Linked DNA regions of Anas platyrhynchos: region 1 is linked to region 2. Evidence: chromatin contacts called from public Hi-C data. All regions are on one chromosome and are shown on one strand. Each heading gives the region's core, a stretch centred on a gene start, on an enhancer-like site or on the middle of the called end of the contact. The rest is flanking DNA. Distances are from core to core; before and after follow the strand shown. Region 1 overlaps SPIRE1 (spire type actin nucleation factor 1). Region 2 holds the start of SPIRE1 (spire type actin nucleation factor 1).

Region 1 (7,178 bases), core at 4,674-7,173, 100 kb after region 2:
TTCAGGTCAACGGTGACATTCCACCTCGATTAAAAAAGAGTGCCCATGAAATAATCCTGGATTTCATCCGATCACGACCTCCATTAAATCCTGTATGTAATCCAGCGTACTTTTTTCCTAACGAAAATGTGTCGTTTTAAAAAATGTCTGTGTTCAGGGAATGTGTTAAGTATTATATTTTCTGACACGGTCTTTCAGAAATATTGATCTATGTATATAGAATGTGGTCTCTTGAAGAACAGTGTGTGATGCCTTGCAGCTGCCAATAGCTGTTCTTACCAGCAGCCCTTTATCTCTGAGTCACGGAAAAATGCATTTCTCCTTCTGTTTTCTGTGAGTTTTACAAATGAGTGCACATAAAATCCTATCACAACATGCCACATTTTATTGTGTTGTTCCCCCCTCCCCCCAATGTGACATCTGCTTTCAAGGGAAAACTGTTTTATGTAAATCTAATTATCTGTATATACCAAGGCCTCTGCAAGAAAACTGAAACCAACCCCACCACGGCCACGCAGCCTTCACGAGAGGATATTGGAGGAAATCAAGGCAGAGAGGAAGTTGCGTCCAGTCTCACCTGATGAGATCAGGCGTAGCAGGCTGGGTAAGTCCATTCCAAGTTTTTACCAGCAGCATTCACAGAAAAATTCCCACATAGGGAGCAGCAATATTAGCAATATCTATGCAGATGTCACTGAAGATAAAAATTATTTTTACCCGTTCAGATGAAGAGAGCATAAACCTAATGGCTTTGCTAGGGCTGTGTAGTCTTTGTGCTAAATTATTTTCAAAATAAGGTACTGTATGATTCAACTTGATCCCATCTTGCTTTTAATGTAAGCATTAGATAAATTTAATGACATTAGATTGCTCGTTAGATGTTAGATTTGCTCAGACTGGAATGGATATTAGTTCTCCCCAGTGCAATATCTCTTACGTATCTGTAAGTATTCTTTACATGTCTGTCCTTAATTTTTTTTCTCTTCATTTCCTGTTGCTAGCATCATCAATTATTTTATTATTTTACGTGAAAATCTGCTTTGATTTTGTTTGTTGAAAGTATTGCTTCTATTTTGAATCTGAATCTTTGCTTCATATTACAAGTTATGGAGCATGTGCTTGTATATGTTTTCAGTTGATCAAATAATTTAGACCGTTGCTGCAAATCTGTTAGTTTCTGCAGTGTACATTCAACAACCCACTATGAAATTATACCAATATTACACTTTGCAATGATCAGCAATTCGCCTTAGTGCAATGGTTCTGACATTGACAAAAGCGTGACAAATGCAGCCTTACATTGTGGCATACTTTACTTTAAAAGCATGGTATTTAATCTGTATTAGGAAAACTGAAGTAGCTTGATTTTTGAAGAGCAAAAGTGGCATCTTATGGTTGAAAAAGCATGAAATAATCCACGTGTGTGCTCTGTTGTTGCTTTTGCAGAATATTTGTGCCTGCCACATGTGCTTAAAGGCACTGATGCAAGTGGATTGTGACAACCCATTCATTCTCTCTAGAAGAAAACAGTTTCATTAGCTGTTCTGTTGCATTGTTCTTTGATAGAATACGTTGTAAAGTTTGGTGAATGCTTGGGTGCATTTTAAAATGCATGGTGCTTTGAATATTGTTTCTTTGGGCCTTCCAGCTTCTGGTTTTGATTCAATTTATGCTTGCTGTATCAACTAATGATTCTAATAGCCCTAGACATTTTTCCAAATGTAGGATGTTTGTAGAAATGTGGAACAATTCTTTGCTTTTCTTTCAAACATTAAACTTCAGTATTTTACACGTTCTCCATTTGGAAACTATCATGTCCTGTAAGGGGCAGCAAATTTGATCTAATAATTTTTTACAATTTTTAACTGATACAAATTACATCAAACCCATTTAGTAAACAGTTTCTAAAAACAATCTTAGATTTTGGAGTATTACTGGTTAATTCAGATTTTGGGGTATGTCTTTCAGTAAAGGATACCTGTCTTCCAGCAATTCTTCTTTTTTAAGAGAATTCTTTTTTTTTTAAACTTGGGAATTGTGATAATTCCCCTTCAGTCCAGTGAAATGTTTGGGTTAAATGTCATATTACTGGAGGTGTAAAAGGGGATGTGAGTTTTACTTCCCAACCATAGCGTTGAAGATTTTATTTTTTTAATGTGGAATCATATTTTTTTTATTTGTTGCTGGCATTCAGAAGAAAAAAAGAGCCAGGATCTTGAAGATAATTGCTTCTTATGTTGAAATATGAGGCTTGGGGTTTTGTCACATTGAAATGATTGTTTTGCCCAAAGTTCCTTTTAGAATACAATGTGTTTGTGCAGAACTGGGGACAGAATAATGCTAGTAACCTTCAATATGATACCGATAGATCTACCATATAGTTTAGGTGACCACTGAATGTAATTTAGTGTAGCAAAATGTAAGGCAAAAAGATTTAAGGATTGCAAACCTAAGGAGAAGCACAGTGTGAGACACTTGTACCATTTGGACAGAAATATTTGTTGCTATTAAAAAGAAAAGAAAAAAAGGAGCTTTATAATGAAAAATTTGGGAGTCTGTGGTACACTCCACACATCCCAGAGTTACTCAGTGTTGCCCAGTTTATAGCAGTAAAGCACAAAGCTACATTTGAATAGTCTCTGCAATATGAGTGGACCTGTGGCTTCCCAGCTTTGTCTCCTTGCTTTGCACAACCCACACATACAGGTGAGATCTGCTCCATCCCAAGTCACCATCAAGCAAAGGGAGAAGCTGGAAGCAAAGTGCCAGCCCCTGAGCCTTGCTGGTGGGCTGAGTGGCTGGCCCAGGGCTGGCTGCTGTTAAACCAAAACTTCTTTGGAAATGGCAATTTAATCTTGGTAGCTGCTCTTACAGAGGGAGACACTGGCTTGAAGAATTTGAATCAGTTTTCAGACAAGCTCAGCGTATCATCAGAATAAACTATCAAGGCAAACACAGCCTTGAGGTACATCCCCTTTTAATTAGAAGTATGGATTTATGACTCAAGTTGAGCTAATGGAGCTTGGAGAAAACTTTGTTTCATGCTCTTGTTTTATTAACCTTCAGTTGGGACGCAGCATTAGGTGATAACAACCCTATGCTTTAAAATGCATTTGCCTTTATGTTAAGTTTGGACAGCAGTTTAGATACTGTTCTGCTCTGCTGTCTGTGGCTGATGTTGTCTAGGTAATAAACTACAGGAGAAATGCCCTGACTCCCAAATTTGTCTCAGCGTCAGCCACCTACTGTGCTCCCCGCCTAAACTTGCTTTCATGAGCAAAAGTGTCCCAGTACAATGCTTTTTCAACCTGTTTTCACATAGAGGACCCTTTCATACCAACGCTGCATGTTTATCAGCCACAGGTATCACAGGTAAGCTGATGTCAGTTTTGATGTGTCCTGGTACATTCTGGTAGTTGGGCCTTGCCTGCTTATCTGGATTAGTATGCCGAAATTTTGTTTTCGGTTGAGAATATGTCGAGCGTCTACTCCCCGAATTACACTGCACAGCTCGAAATGTGGGTAGGTTGAACACAGCAGAGGTTTGTGTGCGTTTGGAGCTAGGATCATGGGCAGACCAAAGGCCCGGAGGAATGTTCAACAGCTATGCCATGTGATTTTCTTCTATCCAGAGCTTTTATTTTCCTATGTGATTTTGTTGTTATTAAGCTGGCAAGGAACGAAGCTATTGGTTATGTAAACTTTCTAGAAATAAAGAGCACCTGACCACTTTCTTGTCTAGGGATAAAATGGCTAGTGGCCCTAAAAGGAGAGGATAATATTAAGGATACATTGTAAAGGCTAAATTCACCTAAGTTTTGTTGTTTTTTGTTTTTAAAGAACAAGAATCAGCACAAATCATACTGTTAGGCCTTTTTTTTTTCTTGTTCAAGGAAAGAAATGCTCCAGCTTAGCTTGAGTGTCTCTCTTTATTAGTTTAATTATAATCATTGGAGATTATGCTTAAAAAAAATTAGAAATATTTATTTCAGGTCACTGAAACTTGTGTGAAATGTGGCTTTGTACTTTCAACTTTTTTTTTCTCTCTCTTTCTGTCCTTTTTCTCTTTTTCTCTTCCCCATTTTTCTTCATGGCATTTTATTTGAAAATACTGTGGTTTTAAGATCCTTGCCTCTTGTTTTGGTATTTGATTTATTGATTTCCAAAAATCTGGTTCTATAACTCTACAAATATCTTTATAACTCTACAAATATCTTTATGCTTGCTCTGTTTGCAAGTCCCATTTATGCTACTGTAGTTTTCAGACTTCAGGCTTTACTCCAGTAAAGCAATAGTATGTCTGACAAATTTTGGATTTAGGCAACAGAATCCAAAATGCCTCAAGTGGAGTTAATCTTTTGTTTTCATTACCTCTCTGCTTTTCTAACAGCTGAATTATTTTCTTTTTGTTTTTTTTTTGTTTGTGTGTTTGTTTCTTTTTTTTACAGCAATGCGGCCTCTTAGCATGTCTTACAGTTTTGACTTGTCAGGTAAAAGGTGCAACAACACCTGACGTGGTTATTGTGCTTATTGTGAAATCTGTTCCATCTGTTTGTTGAATTCCCATTTAACAAAGAAACTTGAAGGGATTCTTCCAACGTATGGTCAGTGAAAATAAAACTTGAGACAAATTACTTTTGTTAATACCTGCATTTCCCCTCTGAGAAAAGGATACTTAGGTATAGGAGACAGCTGTGTTTCACCTGAAATAAAGTGCTGGAATTCTGTTTAAGTAAATAAGTGTAATAAGGTGGCCTGGAGCTATTCCAAACTCTTAAAGGGATTGTAGAAAACAGCGTCACCTTCAAGTCTGAGTTGCTTATTATTTATTAATCTGACATTAGTGTCTTTACAGTCACTTTTTGACTAGCCCGTTTTCTGCAGTACTTTATTTTTCTTGAGCATCCAAAACCAAGTTTTGAGTTCTTCTGCCTTTCTAGATTTAACAAAATACACCTGTGACACTGATCTAGAAAGGAACTGTCAATTCTACCGAGTGTCTTTATAGTACGTATTTTGTGAGTTATAAAGTGAAAGACATTCACTGAAACCAGGTTAAAGCTTCCAGCTTTCCTGGTTAGCAAAGTAAGTTGCTAAGGTTTGCTGCTAACAATCCTTGTAGCCCTAAAGTAAATTTGGTCGTCCTTCAATGTGCGCTAACAGGATGCTCAAGCCCAAAGACTCCATCATTCAGGCTATAAATATTCTGTATTATCCTCAAAGATTTGTGCACCGAGGAGAGCTCTTGTGCTGGCCATTACCTAATTTCCCTAGGGTGAGTCCTAAAAAAAAAAAATGAAAAAAAAATCCATGCCCTCATTTTGTGAAGCAGCAACACCAGCTGTACCCTCCCCTCCCTCCTGCCAGCTGCACACAGAAACATCTCACCCAGTACTTTTGCAGAGTTTTCTTCCCCTGTTTCTCTATCCACTCTCTAACCTGGCTTTCCCTTAAAAAGGCATAGTCTGACTGAAATGCTGGCCCACTGCGAACTAGAAAGACCATATAGAGGTTATTTGATTGCCATGATATAATAAAATACAATAGCTTTGTAATACAGGCATGAGGTTCACAGATGATCTATATCTGAACGTGGTTTCATGTTATGGCCAAGTAAAAAGCTTGCCATTGCCAAGAAGAGGGAGGGCAGGCTCTTGCTCCTTCCTTTCCCTCCCCAAAATCCCCCCCAAACATGTGATTTCTCCCTCCTCCTTTGCATTCATTTATTCACAAGATAAACTGGTTCAACTCACGTAACCCAGGCACAAATACTTGCATTTTTTTGCGAGGTTGGTTTTCTGCTATTTTAGGGTTTTAAACCTGCCCACTATCTGATCAGATGATCGGAGAGCTGGGTAGATAATGAGCATGGGTGGATGGGAGGAAGGAACAGGCTCTCCCCGTCAGAGGCGGCGGCACGCTGTTGATCCAGCTCCAGCCCTTTTGTGAAACCTTACGCTGAAGTTGTATGGTCCAGCTGCCACGGCTGTCTGCTGGGATCCAAATCCTGCACGCACTCGGTGTCATGTTTGACTCCACTGAAAGAGGAAGCGTCCCCTGGAAGCCAGATAACATCATAAGCTGTCAAACTTCGGTTTTCAAAAACTTGCTACTTTCAGATATGCCTGAAAATTGTAGAACCCTTCAGTTTTAAGGCTATAAAACTGAATGTGCCAGTGACCAATGAAAGGGAAACGTTCAGATCTGTCTTTCTGCATGTATCTGTTTGCTTCTTCTTTTGCCTTTTATTTTCTAAGAATCCCGAGGCATCCTCATTTGTCGAAATCCCCAAAATATTTTGTAAATGCTCCCTTCATAACCCATTAATTCGTTACCATGATGTTTTTATTTTGAAGAAGTAGCTTCGTAGCAATCTATGCTGTACTTGGATTTGCTCTTTTTTACTGACCACTGAAGAACTCTTCCTGTTTTCTTTATCCATCTGCTAAATGTGATTGGTTTTGTGTTATTTTTCCAAGTCATGTGGCTCTAAGCAAGTAGTATCATTGCGTGACTGAGTGAGCTGATAAATTGTCTTTAGAATTTAATTCAGGATGATTAAAACATTCCAGTTAGTGGGGTGTGAGGTGCTGGATGTGCAGTACAAATGAAATGGATGTGTTGGGATGTAGGTGGTAAGCAGACAAGCAGTTGTTTTCAGTGTTGTTGCTTTGTGTGTTTTTACTTTTTTTTTTCTTCATTATTTTGGAGGTGGGGTAGTCTGTGCTTTCATTCTGTGATCACTCTTTCCACATATTTGCTCTTGCACTGCTTTCATTGCTCTCTGCTTGACAGAATTGCTGTCACAAATGCACAAACCTGCTGAATATCAGAATTGTTTTATTCTAAGTGCTAAAGGACAGGTTCAGGGCTTTATTACATTTGCTGTTTGCCTCTTTCTCTGGCACCACACCGGTATAGTTGATATGTCAATGTCATGCCGCCCAGCGCCACGTATCTCCCTGCTGCTGTCATCCTGAGGAGAGGAGGAGGAGAGCATTTTCCTGATGGTGAATAGAAGGAGTGAGCAGTAGCCATGTGTAATGAGAGTAATCTGAGACATACTCTGGTATCAACTAGGGAACAAGGCAGGCACTGGGCTGCTTTCTCTCATAGAAAAATAGCTTAAGAGCAGCTTTACTTCTATGGACTGCGTTAAATATACTCAAAAGCCCAGT
Region 2 (7,228 bases), core at 3,676-6,175:
AGCAATTGGAGAAATAGAATTGGTTTTCTTTCTTTAATATTTTTAGCTGTGCCTGATACTTAAACCAACTTACAAATGCTTACTGTAGGGTGACTGTGAAGATCATGCTAACCTTCTGTGCAGCCTTCTTCTTGGATATGGGTTGGAAGCCTTTGTGTGTGTGGGAACAAAAGCAAAAGGAGTCCCCCACACTTGGGTAATGACTTGTGGAACCGACGGAACGATTACCTTTTGGGAGAGCTTAACAGGGCATAGGTGAGTTAACAGAATGTGAGAAAACTGAACAAGGTGTACTGAGATTTGTGTAGTTCTTTGGTTTATTTATTATTTTTTTTTTTTAGTCTCTACATTCTGTCATATAACTAAGTATTTAAGTGTCTAGGAGGCTTTTGTCTTCGAATTTGTGTTCTATGTTCTGCTGCTGTTTGAAGAGTAACTGGTTCAGCATGAGGTGAAGTAGTTCATAAGTTTGTAATGTACTTTTCAGTAGTTTAATACAGTGTAGTAGCTGTTTTGTCTTAGGGCAGCTGATCATCTTAATTTATGAAGAAGGAGATAAAAGCTGATATGATTGTTTAGGAGTCCATATGTGTTTGTTTGTTTGTTTGTTTTTTTAATCTTAGTTCATCTGTGAAATCAGCATTGCATTACTTTGTTCCCCTACAGAAATCTCTGTGCGAGTTCTCTGAACTCCTCTCTCACTTGAGTCATTTTAGAAGGGCACGTTGTTGTTCTGTATTCTAAAGCTTCTGGTACCTGTTTGTTAAAATTCTTTCCCTTTTTTGTCATTCTGCATGTCCTGTTGCTCAAGGGCATAGAGTGGTATTCAATCCCAATTTTTATATCAAAATGAAAAAAAAATTTGTTCAGAGCTTCAATGATAAGAAATTCCCATTTACAGATGACGCTCAGCACTATGGTCCAGACCACTATACTTCTTAGTGCTGTTTGAAGCACTAAGCTGTTTGTAATATATAGCTTCAAGTTGTAAGTACAGTGGGACCATATATAGAATCATAGAATATCCTGAGTTGGAAGGGACCCATATATGTGAATGTAAAACTTCTGGCTTTGTGAAAGGAGCTGATTAATAACCAGTTTTGAAAGTGAGCAATTATGTTTTTTGCCAGTGATTATGTATGCTGTGATTAGCATTTTAAGCTGTACTTCCCAAAATGTGATGAACAGTGTGGAAGCTGTACGGACATGTTTTTATAGTTGCAAAATGTAATTGTTATTCCACATCTCCTTGATTAGTCAGATTATTTTCCTACATATAAAGAAGAAAAGTGATGTATTATTGCATTGTATGCTACGCCTCCAAAAATGTGTGTAATTACTTTCCTGTATTAGAATTAATTATTAGAATAAATTATGGGGAGGAAGTTTTATTAACAAACTTGCATTATATTTTAAAATGGATAAATGACTTACTTCTGTCCCATCTACATATTTTTACCTTGACATGAAATAAGGTGCATTAATAAAAATGTGAAATAAGGTGCATTAATAAATAAAAACTGAATGTTTCTGATCAGGTATATCCACAGGCCTATCAACCCTGATGACCCTCCGCTAGTTGAACAACCCAAGCCATTGTATCCCTATCGCACAATAGGTTGTGTCTTCAACCATCACAAGTTCTTTGGAAATTGTCAGCCCACTGATGCTGTGGAGGTCTGCGTGTTTGACCTGCATGACGAGTCTAAATGGAAGCCCATGAGTGGAGAAGCAATAAAATCTGTCTGTTCTCCTGGAGCAGCATCTTCAGTTCCCCCTTTTCCTCCTTTGTGTGCTTCTGCAATAGATGCTGCAGTAACAAGCAATGAGATAGAATTGCAGCTGAGATTACTGGTCTCAGAACACAGGAAGGTAATCTGCTTAGAAAACTATTACCGATCTGCTGAGGTGGTAAAGGTGCATGTTTTTTGTGTGTTTGTTTTGCACAGATGTTTGTTGGTTTAAGTATCTGGGCCTTTGTAACGTGTTTTCTATCACCTTTTGCCAAAATGCAAGATGTGAAAACTGAAGTAACTGAAAAACATCTGGGATGACTGCACTGAGCTACTTTAGACATCATACTGACCGTTTGCTGTGACAGTGCTGCAGTCACGTGTGGGCTTGTTCCCCCCTTTCCTCTCTTTCCTGGTCTGTGATTTTTGGCCTACTGGCATCTGCAGACCGCTTATGAGTGGTTTGTAAAAGGGCTGAGAAGATAAGCATCCTTAGCACATCTATCACGTTATTATATCTTATTTTATATGTGTGTCTCTTCCCTTGATGAAAGCAGGCTTTCAGTTTTCAGAGTCTTACTCTGAGTGCTATCCAAAATTAGCAGGTATTTTTAGAAGTTAGTTTTGTCCTTTATCAAGATTTCTACGTGACATAATATACCAGAAATTATTCTTCCTGGACTGAATATGAAGGAGATGATATTTTCAGTTCCTGATAGCTGATAGCTCTTTTAGCTGATAGCTGATTGTTTCTTTCTTTTCTTTTTTTTTTTTTTTTTTCAATGTTAGCAATATCTTTTACTTTTTAATCTCTCCTACCACATAATGCTCAACCTGAGGGTGTCAAGTAATTCTCAGAGTATGAATCTTGTGCAGTGTTGAACACTGAAGTGGTTAGATTTTTCTACTTGCTTGCATTTGTTTGATGGTAAGAGTGCATGTACATACGTATCCGTGTTTTGGGAACTTGGTGTGCATTGGTTTTTGTAGTGAATTTCCAGGAGACATTAGGAAAACGTGAGGTGATTCCTCGTTGATCTTTCCCATATTTCTGCTGCCTATCTTATGCACCAGCACTGTAGTCTTAAATTTCTTCAAAATATACTGTAGCTAAAATATATAGTTTCAAAACATTGCTGGTCTTGTTTTAGTCGAGTCTGACTTAATTTCTTGTTAGGTGTTAAATATTTTGGTGGTGGTGGTTGATTCTTCTGGTTTGGTGTGTGAATGAGTACCTAACCCTTCCTGCTTTATGGATTCACATCCATGAACTGCAAGTTAAAGGTTGGTCATGATTTTATTTGAATCTGTATGTTATGCAAGCTGATTAACATCCTTATATTCTTTCTGCATGGTTGTCATCATGTTGTGGCTTGCCTCACAGGATCTTGGCCTTTCTACTGTTTGGGATGACCATCTATCCTATCTGTTGTCACCAGCGTTAGCAGCCTACGAGCTCGAACGTACCACGAGTATTTCTGCTGGAAACGAAGAGTTTCAAGATGCTGTACGAAGAGCAGTACCTGACGGTCACACATTTAAAGGGTTTCCTATCCATTTTGTATACAGAAATGCCAGGAGAGCATTTGCCACATGTCTTCGGTAAGACTAAGTATAAATTACAACGTATATGTGAAAACCAAGTAGGGACACACAATTATGAATTGCAGGGGTTTTTTTGTTTGCTTTGATAGTAAAGTTTAAAGAAAATCAAGTTCCTTACATAAGATCTGGAACAATAAAGAATAGTTGTTTGATGCACATAATGAATTGAACATCGGGTGCAGAGCTTTTGTGTTAAATGGGTGAGTTCAGTGATGATAGACTGCTGATGGGTTAAATCAAATACTGAGGAGTGTGTTGTCCTTTCCCCTGAAATACAGTTCGTTTAATTTCTCTGCTCTTGCTAAGTGATCGTCAGTGGTTTTGTTCTTCTCCAAGACAACAGCCCTTGCGCTATAAAACAATATTGTTTGTATTGACAGATTTGGGATGCTTGTTGTATGTTAATCATGTTTCAAATAATTGCACTTGTATAACTGAAAACTTTAATAGTAGCTTATTGATATTCGTTGTTACTGTTATTTTTCTTGCTTATGATATTAGTAATTCTTGATTTTCTTCTTTGTCATAGGTCTCCTTTCTGTGAAGAAATAATCTGTTGTAGGGGTGACCAGGTGCGACTTGCAGTTCGTGTACGAGTGTTTACGTACCCTGAATCCGCATGTGCTGTTTGGATCATGTTTGCTTGTAAATACCGCTCCGTCCTTTGAAAAACAAAATCATGCATGCCTCTTTGGATCTGCAAAATAATGTATCTGCATATCAAATGATGCAATTAAACTAATATTGTATTTTTATATAGGTGCCACGGATTTTGAATACTGTATTGTGTGAAGTGAATTGTATACATGATAATAATTGTATTTATAAAGAGAGTTTATTTTAATAAAAGCAACTTTAATACTTACATTTCCACGGTGGAAAGGAAACATACAACATTCCTGTATTTCCATCTCTCTTGGAGCTAGCAATAGCTTCTAAGTTCAGCACCTAGGAACAGTTCAGTCGGGTATAGGTAATTTTATTAATCTATGAATGTGATAATTTATGGGGGTTCTTAGGTGAATAGCTGTGCTGAGTTAGATGAAGTCTGTCTAACATCGTACCTTTTCCCTGAAAATAATATCACAGAATCACAGAATTGTCTAGGTTGGAAGAGACCTCAAGATCATCGAGTCCAACCTCTAAAATATGTCATGGATGATTGGAGGAAGAGAAAAAACAACTGCAGAGGCTTATTTCTGTAATACCTCTCCCCTTTCTGACACTCAACCTTAGCCTGCTGCTGAGGTGGAAGTTGTTCTCTGTAATACCCCTCTGTGATTTTGTCAGAGGCTGATACTCTCACCTACGCTTATCCATGTGTGGTTTTGGTTGTCTTAAACATGTGGATCGGTCAACACCGATCTCATCGCATCTAGTGTAATGTAGAGGGCTGGATAGGGATGAATTAAAGCCCTTTCCTGCACCACCCCCTCGGCGCAGCGCTTGGCAGGGGGCAGTCCCATCTCCCTGCCATTGCAAGCAGGGCCCCCCCCTCCCGCAGCAGCAGGGGCCGTGCGGGCGCTGCGGTGCCGGAGGGCGGGCGGCAGGGGGCGCTGCGTGGCGCGGGGCGGCCATTGCGCGGCTCGGAGCCGTTCCCCCCGCGGCGGCGGCGGCGGCGGCAGCGCCAGCGCCGGGGCCGCTCCTCCCGCCCCGGCCGCCCGCTGCCCGCCCGCCTGGCTGGGCCGGGCTGTCCGGCGGCCTGGCGGCACTGGCGGGGCGGGGAGGATGAGCGCTAGGAGCGGCAGCAGCGGCACAAGGAGGAGCAGCAGCAGCAGCAGCAGTGCGAGCAGCAGCAGCGCTGGGCGCTGAGCCGCGCAGGGCATGGCGCTGCCGGGGGAGCGCGGCGCAGAGCCGCAGCCCGGCGCCTCCCGCCCCGCTGCCGCCGCCACAGCCACCGATGAGGACGGAGAACCAGGAGGAGGAGGAGGAGGGCAACCGGAGGCGCTGTCGCTGGAGGAGATCCTGCGGCTGTACAACCAGCCCATCAACGAGGAGCAGGCGTGGGCCGTCTGCTACCAGTGCTGCGGCTGGCTGCGGGCCCGCGCCCGCCGCCGGGAGACCCCCGCGGGCAGACCGGGGGCAGCCGCGCACCTCCGCGTCTGGAGGGACGGAGCCGTCAGCATGGAGCAGGGCGAGCCCCGGCGGCCGCCCCACAGCGCAGAGGGTAAGGGGAGAGCGCCCCCAAAAGCCCCCCCCTCCGCCGCCTTTGGCCGCGGGACCCGCGCCCGGGGAGGTCCGGCTGGGGGCTGCGGGGTGTGCAGGGTCTGTCTGGGGTTATCTGGGTTTGTCTGGGTGTGGGGGTTTAGGGGGTCTTCAGCCCAAACCCAGCCGGCACGGGGATGAGGCATCCATGGTGCTCCCCGCTGTCAGGCTAGCTGGATTCAGCATCGCTGAAATTGGGGAGAAATTCAGAAAATTTGGGGTTTTTCAGGCTGGTGCATGCACAGTGGGGTCAGTGCGTGGGTGTTGTGCTGTCGGTCAGCCAGCGCGGGGCCAGCAGTACCCCCAAATAGCGAGAAATGCAGAATGGAAGAGGGGCTGCATCTTCCCCCCACAGCTTCAGTGGGTCTCGTAACCATTTCCACCTGAATACAGGCTGCTGTGCTCTCGTATTTTTAAAAAATAGGTGATGGTAATGTTAATAAAATTAACATTTTATTAACGGGGGAAGCATTTGCCCAGCCAGTGGATTTGTGTGCCGGGCAAATTGCACCCCGCGTGCTGCTTTTGCTTTTAGTGTTTTGGGGTGGGATCAGGCTTCTTCCCCTCTCACGTCAGCTGTAGGAAAGGCAGTGATTTAGTAGGTGTTTCTTTTTGTTGTTACCATTTCCTTGCTGTTTGTGGCCTCATTCTGTTGCCTCTTCATGTTTCTAATGGCCTGTGGGGTGTATCTGAACGTGAGGCTCAGGCCCCACTCTGGCACACACACGCAGATGTCCGTAACCTCCTGGGAGGGCATGAGGGGACCACCAGGCACGCACCCCTCCGATACCTGTAATTAACAGGCGAGGAGGGGAGCTCGGGGCCAGATGTCAGCTGCCAGACCATGCTCAGCGATCCCACGTCTGTATCTGCCTGCCCCAAGTCATCCCAGCATCCACACCTCCCAATACGCCCGTGCAGCACGGGCTGTGCTCGGCCTTCACGCTTTTACAGAGGATTTGTAGGACTACCTGGCAACAACATGAATCCAAGATTCTGTTTTTCTTTGGTTTGCGGAGCCTGTGGCAGGTTTCCATTGGAAATCGCCATCTGCATGGTGCAGTGGATGCTGCGTGGAAGAGCCGGCAGCAGGCTTGCTGCTCTTTGGTATCTTTTGAACTGTCCCAGTTCTGTGCTTTATTGCTCCCTGCAACGTCCTTGGATGATGATTAATGAGCGTTGCGAGCCTCCTTCATCTCAAGCCTCTCAAAGGGATAGTTATTCTTACGCTCGGGTATTCAGCTTAGCAGCAATGAAAACTTGAGAGCTGCTGCCCCGGTGCTATGGCTAGGGGAGCCCTGTGCAGCAGCACAGGCCCTGAAGCCGTCTGGCCACGTTAATTTTACTCTTGAGATACAAATTAAAGCTGTCCTAAGAAGTACTGATTATGTAGAAATGGGTGGTGCGTTTCCAGACCCATTTCTTGTGAATCAGTTCCCCGGCTAATGCGCAATACTTGAAATTCCGACTGAAAATACCCTAGAAATTGAACAAAATGTCCTTGAGGTAGGAAAGAAAGATGAGTTTCACTGATACAGATGGCAGGAAAACAACCTTGAAGTCAAGTCCCTGTCATTAACCAAAACCAGAGAACAATTTTAAAATGTTCGTCTCAGTTTTACCTGCGTAGTCTGCTAATCCTCGGATCCTTAGTTATCTCTTTTTTTTTTTTTTTTTCCTTTAAT

The links. Hi-C and Micro-C count contacts between places; a contact is called where the count stands out from the background.
Region 1: a contact with region 2 is called in a Hi-C map of subcutaneous adipose tissue, with 2.1 times the contacts expected there. The contact joins the enhancer-like site here to the promoter of SPIRE1 in region 2. A contact is called at or near these places in 4 of 8 Hi-C or Micro-C datasets (liver, skeletal muscle and subcutaneous adipose tissue).

What each region holds. Positions count from the first base shown.
Region 1 is chr2:48,935,733-48,942,910 of IASCAAS_PekinDuck_T2T, forward strand. SPIRE1 (spire type actin nucleation factor 1) reads left to right here. Exons shown (of 17, transcript XM_027452074.3): 7 at 6-92; 8 at 475-604. Among named protein-coding and RNA genes, the nearest start is that of PRELID3A, 41 kb to the right of the region's middle. Within about 2 kb of position 5,924, at least 1 of the 8 cell types and tissues checked has an H3K27ac peak or open chromatin away from gene starts, as enhancers often do. A contact at or near this core is called in subcutaneous adipose tissue, where this site is marked.
Region 2 is chr2:48,834,440-48,841,667 of IASCAAS_PekinDuck_T2T, forward strand. It overlaps SPIRE1 (spire type actin nucleation factor 1), which reads left to right and starts at 4,926. Exons shown (of 17, transcript XM_027452074.3): 1 at 4,926-5,505. The coding sequence starts at 5,163. CEP76 (centrosomal protein 76) reads left to right here. Exons shown (of 12, transcript XM_027452077.3): 9 at 89-255; 10 at 1,539-1,872; 11 at 3,118-3,335; 12 at 3,868-4,203. The coding sequence ends at 4,006.